Linked DNA regions of Oryctolagus cuniculus: region 2 is linked to region 1. A link is a contact called in public Micro-C data. All regions are on one chromosome and are shown on one strand. Each heading gives the region's core, a stretch centred on a gene start, on an enhancer-like site or on the middle of the called end of the contact. The rest is flanking DNA. Distances are from core to core; before and after follow the strand shown.

Region 1 (2,743 bases), core at 93-2,592:
TGCGAAGCTTTCGTAGTGGCGCGGTGGCCCGTGAAATTCCTGCTGCATTATCAGCAAAAGCAACAGGGTTTCTTCTCGCATCCAGAAAACCTTTCACCCGGGAGAGGCAGGCGTCCCGAGCCCCGGCTGGAAAGCAGGGCCTTGGCGACAACGGGCTGAGCTGCGCCGCGCGGGCCTCCAGGACCCCACTTTTCTCTGGGGATTCCTGGCTCCCAGGGTGAGGCCGTGCTCCCCCCCACCCCCGATCCCGCCCGCTTCTCGGCTCCCCGCACCTCCCGCGGACTCCTAGTCCCTGGCAAGGCTCCGGGAGCGGGGCCGTGCGCGCCGGGGCTGGAGAGGCTCGGCGCGCTCCGAGCGCAGGCGCGGGCTCCGGGGACGGTTTGGCTCGCAAAGTTGACGGTGGCCCCGGCGGGCTCCGCCGAGCGCAGGCCGGAGCCGAGCCGAGAGTGAGCGGCTCGCGGACCTTACCCCACGCTGCCGGGAGCGCAGCTCCGCTAGGAAAGTGCGCGAACTCGCCGCTTCACGCTCGGGCCCTTGCTATGGACTGGGCTTTCTCGGCAGTCTCGACCCGAGGCACCGAGCCCCGGGGACGCTCGGCGGGCATCAGCAGGCAGGACCCGGTGGGAACCCCGCACAGCACGGTCCTGTAGCGGCTCTCGGGGAAGCGGCACCGCGCGGACGGGCGGGTACCGCGCGGGAGACGACTTTCCCCAGAGAGAAGACGAGAGGGCAGGCGACGTGTCCAGGACTCGACTGCGCAGCCTGGAGCCCCAGCCGCGTGCAAACCCCCCGTGCCGCGGCCTCGGCGCAGACCCAGAGGAGGCCCGAGCGGCGCTGGCGGCGGAGCGCACATCTGGCGCCTCTGCGCTCTGTTCTGCCCGCGCCCACCGCTGGCTCCCTGCTCCCTCCCCGTGTTCCCAACAAATCTTCTCTCGGCCCCCAGCCCTTTGGGCTGCGCACTGGGGGGAATCCCTTTAGAGTCAGACACCAGAGCCCCCACCCCACCTCCCCCGCGCCAAGACATTCTCCTCCAGAGAAGAGCCTGCTCCCCACTCCGGGAAGCCCCATCCAGGCAAGAAGGGACCCGCGGCGCGTCTCACCTGGGGCCCTCGCGGGTGGACGAGACCTCCGGGCCGTCGGTCCCTGGCGCAGGGCGCGCGCACCGGTGTCAGCCCCGGCCCCAGTCCCGGTCCCATTCACAAGTCGGCGGCGGCTGCTGCGAGCGGCCCCCGCGGCATCTGCTCCTCGGCCCGCGACGCTCCCCTCAGCTGGCGGCGGCCGCGGAATGAGCCGCCGAGCGCGCTAGTGGCAGGAATGAGAAACCGGGGGGAGGTGGCGGGCGGGCGGTGGGGGGAGGAGGGAGGCCGCCGCTGGGAGGGGAGGGGAGGGCGGGGGGCGGAGAGGAGCCGCGGCTGCGAGACGCGCCGAGCCGGGCCTGGCCGCGGCTGCGGGGGCCGACCCCGTGCGCGCCCCTCCCCCAGGGGCCACGGAGATGCCACCCTGGGGACCCGCAGCCGCCCCTCCCGCGCCGGGTCGCGGCGCTCCGGCTCCCTTGGGGCTCAGACAGAGTCTGGAGCCGCTGAAGTTGGGCTCTGGGGACGCACAGCCAATCGGGGAGGGCGGTGGGGGAAAGCCGGTGAGGGGCTGGGAGCCCCGGTGTTCCTCGTCTCTCCCAAATCCGCTGCAGCTGGGGAGGCTGGGCCCTCCTCTCCCGGCCCGGCCAGGTCCGCGGGCGGAGGGACGTGGGAGAGGCCCCGGGGAAAAGGGCAGCGCGTTCTCTGCTCTCACACCCGATCACCCCACGTCCCGAAACGCTTCCGCGGGGACCGCTTCCGCACCGTCTCCACCCAGCCCCCCAGCCCTTGAAATGGTGCTGGTGGCGCGGGTGCCGGAGGAGCCGGGGACGGCGGCTTCGGACTTGGGAGAGCTCGGTCCCCGCGCTCCTGCAGCTCGCCCCGCCTCTCCCTCAAGCCGGCGCCTCAAAGCGGGCGCGGAAGCAGCTTCGCCTCGGGCCGCCCCGCCAGCCCCCTCCCCAGGGGTGCGTTGGCCGCGGTCCCAGCCACAGGGGCCGGGATCTCTGCAAGTCCGGTCACTTGTTGCCTCCCCCAGCCCCCGCAGACCCGCCGCGGCGCTGTGGAGTGCGCGGTTCCGCTGGAGCGAGGGCCCGCGGGGCGCGGAGCCCGCATCCGTCCGCGGTCCCCCAGCTTCCCCGCTCTCGGAGGAACCCGCTACTGAGAAGGGAGCCCCCCCCACCCCAGCCCGCTTCCGGCCCGCGGAGTCTCTCTGGGCGAAAGGGGTGCCGCGGTCGGGGCTTCCGAGTGGCGCCAGGGACTGGGCGGGGCGCTCGTGGCGCGGGGAGCGGCGCTGGGACCCGCAGACCCCGCGGGGAACACCCGTGCCTGCGAGGGTGCTCGCGGTCGGGATAAGTTTCCGGCTTGGGAGGTGACGGCAAGAGAAGACGCCGAGAGACGGTGAAAAGGCGAAGGAGCCGCAGGCGAGGACGGGGGAAAGGCGGAGAGAGGGACCCGCAAGAGGGCAGGATGCGGAGGGCGTGGAGGGAACGCGGCCCTTAGAGCGCAGCAGGCGGCAAGGGCGTGCGGAGAGGAGCGGGCCCGGGAGTTCGCGGAGGAAGAGGCCTAAGATGGAAGGGAAAGCCTGGGGGCCTGTGCGCTTGAGGAAGGGGCCGGCGAGGGGGCGCGGAGAAGGGCGGCCGGCCCCCGCCCCGCGGCTCCCCGAGCGCGCA
Region 2 (2,743 bases), core at 75-2,574, 1.0 Mb after region 1:
AAGAGCCCAAACGTGCGACCTCACCTGGCTCCCCGGAGGTGCGGGGCTACTCAGAGGCCCTGCAGAGAGGAGAGACGTGGAACTTTGTGCCCCTGGCCGTGGTCCCCTGGGTGCCCTCTCTCCTCCCCGTGGGATCTCCCAGAGTCCGGGGAGGCCATTCGAGGCTGTCCAGGGTCCTCTGGGCCGGCCCACAGCACAGGCACTGGCCGCCAGGGATCCACAGGGTCTTCAGCATCGCCGCCACTGCACCATTTGTGCCCCCGAGTTACTCCAATATGAATGCAGGTGCTGCTGAGATCCTGCAGGTGTAGCTAAGTCCTAAGTCTACTGACCTGGAGACACAGAGGTCACTCAGGTGGGCCTCATTCAGCCGGGTGAGTCCCTCGAAAGAAAGCAGAGACTCCTCTGGCTGGTGACAGAAGAGGAACTGGAGCAACTCAGACCACGAGGGGGATACACTAGCCTTGGCTTGCTGCCAGATGATGGGGCAGTCTGAGCAGGAGTGCCGATGGGGTGTACCTTGTGTGCAGCAAGTTAAGCCAGCACGCAGGATACCCGCATCCCATAGGGCTGCCAGTTCGAGTCCTGGCTTCTCTGCTTTCAATCCAGCTTCCTACTAACGCACCTGGAAAGACAGAGGATGAAGACCCAAGTACCGGGATCCCTGGCACCGACAGGGGATACCCGATATAGTTGCAGGTACATGGTTTCAGCCTGGATCAGCTCTGGCTGTTGTGGGTATTTGAGCAATGAACGAGTAGATGGGAGAGCTAGCTCGCTCTCTCTCTCTCTCTCTCTCTCAAATAAATATATCTTTTAAAAAATTACTTCTTCAGAATCACCCAGTGAAGTTCCCAGTTGATGGCCAGCAAGGAAACAGAATGGACTCCTTTGCCTGCCAGGGCTGCCAGTGCCCCAACGAGCCTGGAAACAGACTTCTCCCCAGAGCTCCCAGGACGGCTCAGCCCAGCAGACACCTCGGCTTCCACCTTCTGATTCCCTGGCCACAGAATCCAGCCGCATCGCCCACCTCCAGACCCGGGAGCTAACACAGAGGCCTCACCTACAGCCGTTCAATGTGTGGGCATGGGTCGTGCGGCAAAAAGAAACCTGCACACGGTCCAGTGGCCCCAAACGTGCGCCACTCCCCCCAGCCGGAGTCGTCTCTGTGCCTAAGCAGGGCAGCCCGGCTGAGAGCCCCGCTCTGTCTGTATCTTTGCAGGAAATTTTCAATCAAAAATCAAAAGTTAGCCCTGCGCGGTTCCTGACAGGAAAACCAATTGCTGCCTGCCTGGCGCAGCGCCACCTGAGCTGCTGGGAAAAGCAGAGCTCTGCCCACGCCGCGGCGTCCCTGGCGGCGGCGGTGCAGCCCGCGCGACCCATTAGCACATCAAGAGGACGCCCCAGCCTGGAGGCTGCCTCCCAAAACCCCCCACTTTGATTTTTTTCAGGCGTCCGGGGGAGAAAGGAGGCTACCGAGGCTGTGCTCGGAATCCAAAGCCATCCGTTTCCAAGCCTTCAAAAGGCACACGTATCTAAGCCCGCACCAGCCGGCCAGGCCGCCGCGGCGGTAAGGGTGGGGGCGCGCGGCGGGGGCGGCCGGCTACGCAGCCGCCACCCGAATGCTCACGCGTCGCCCGCGCTGCCCCGCAATCAGCCGCGCCGCACGCCCGACGCGCGGAGATTTAGACACATTCAAGTTTTCTAAGCCGCAAATTAGCCCTGGTAAGGGCTTATCTTCTTTCCCCCCAATTGACTTTAATCAAGTGCGTCGGAAGCTGGGAAATGTTTTAAGTTAATCAGGCCCTTCATGCGGGCGCCTGGGGACCGCCGCAGCGCCGCTGGCTCCGCCCCGTGCAGCACCGGCCCGGCCCGCCGGGCTCCGCATCGCCTCCCCGCACGGCGCTGGTGTCACGCTCTCGGGAACTCAGCGAATGAGGGGGAGAGCGCGCGAGGGAAGGGAGCGCTGACGCGACACGCCGCGGCCAGGGCGGCCAGTGCAGGCGGGCGCTAGATCCGCAGCCACCAGGAAAACGTGGGGTGAGCGCTTGCCTCGGCCCTTGTCCTGGCGCGGTGACCTCACTTCTGAATCTCAGCTAGGAGCCAGGGTCTGTGGCGATGGCAAATACTTGAATATCCTTGAGGAGCGGAACACTTCCTGTGCGCTCAGGGCTGTGTTTTCCAAAGGCAGATTCACTCCTCGCAATATGTCAACACCATTATCATTCCCACTTTACAGATGATGAAACTGTGAACCAGACTCAGCAGCAGAGTGCTTCAGCCCTGCTGTCTCCTGCTCCTCCCCTGTGACTGTGCCACCCTCCAGACACTCCCAGCTCCAAGCTTTGCACACCCCCGGTCGGCTTAGGGAGACACAGGATCACTGCAGACCTGGCGGAGGCTGCAGGGTTCCGCAGGGGCAAACCAAGGTCAGACTCACATCTGTGCCTTACTCAGGCTGCCCAGAATGAGACCTGGAGGTGAGCATCCCTGTGCCAGAGATTCGGTAGGAAGGAAGGGACGGAGGCAGGTGAGCAAGAGGTGGAGGGGAAAACGGGACTGGAAGGAGCCGGGCTAGGCTGTGATTCTGGGCGGAGCCCCAGCGCAGCCTGCTCCCATCACACGCCCCTCAGAGCTTGTCCTGCCGCCAGGAAGGAAGCTGACCTTTTAGACCGTAGGCTACTCACCCGGGCTGAGTCAGAGGCAGTGGGATTCCAGCTGTCTTTGCTCCTAGGTGAAGTGG

Evidence for each region. Hi-C and Micro-C count contacts between places; a contact is called where the count stands out from the background.
Region 2: a Micro-C map of ear pinna shows a contact between it and region 1, with 4 times the contacts expected there. The contact joins the enhancer-like site here to the promoter of LOC127491317 in region 1. A contact is called at or near these places in 3 of 6 Hi-C or Micro-C datasets (ear pinna, embryonic fibroblasts and skin fibroblasts).

The regions. Positions count from the first base shown.
Region 1 is chr18:48,103,671-48,106,413 of mOryCun1.1, forward strand. It overlaps LOC127491317 (collagen alpha-1(I) chain), which reads left to right and starts at 1,343. Exons shown (of 6, transcript XM_070063309.1): 1 at 1,343-2,743. The coding sequence starts at 1,493. The coding sequence ends at 2,446. It overlaps CDH11 (cadherin 11), which reads right to left and starts at 1,352. Exons shown (of 12, transcript XM_070063308.1): 1 at 1,101-1,352.
Region 2 is chr18:49,135,102-49,137,844 of mOryCun1.1, forward strand. No RefSeq gene overlaps it. Among named protein-coding and RNA genes, the nearest start is that of CDH5, 170 kb to the right of the region's middle. Within about 2 kb of position 1,325, at least 4 of the 8 cell types and tissues checked have an H3K27ac peak or open chromatin away from gene starts, as enhancers often do. A contact at or near this core is called in ear pinna, where this site is marked.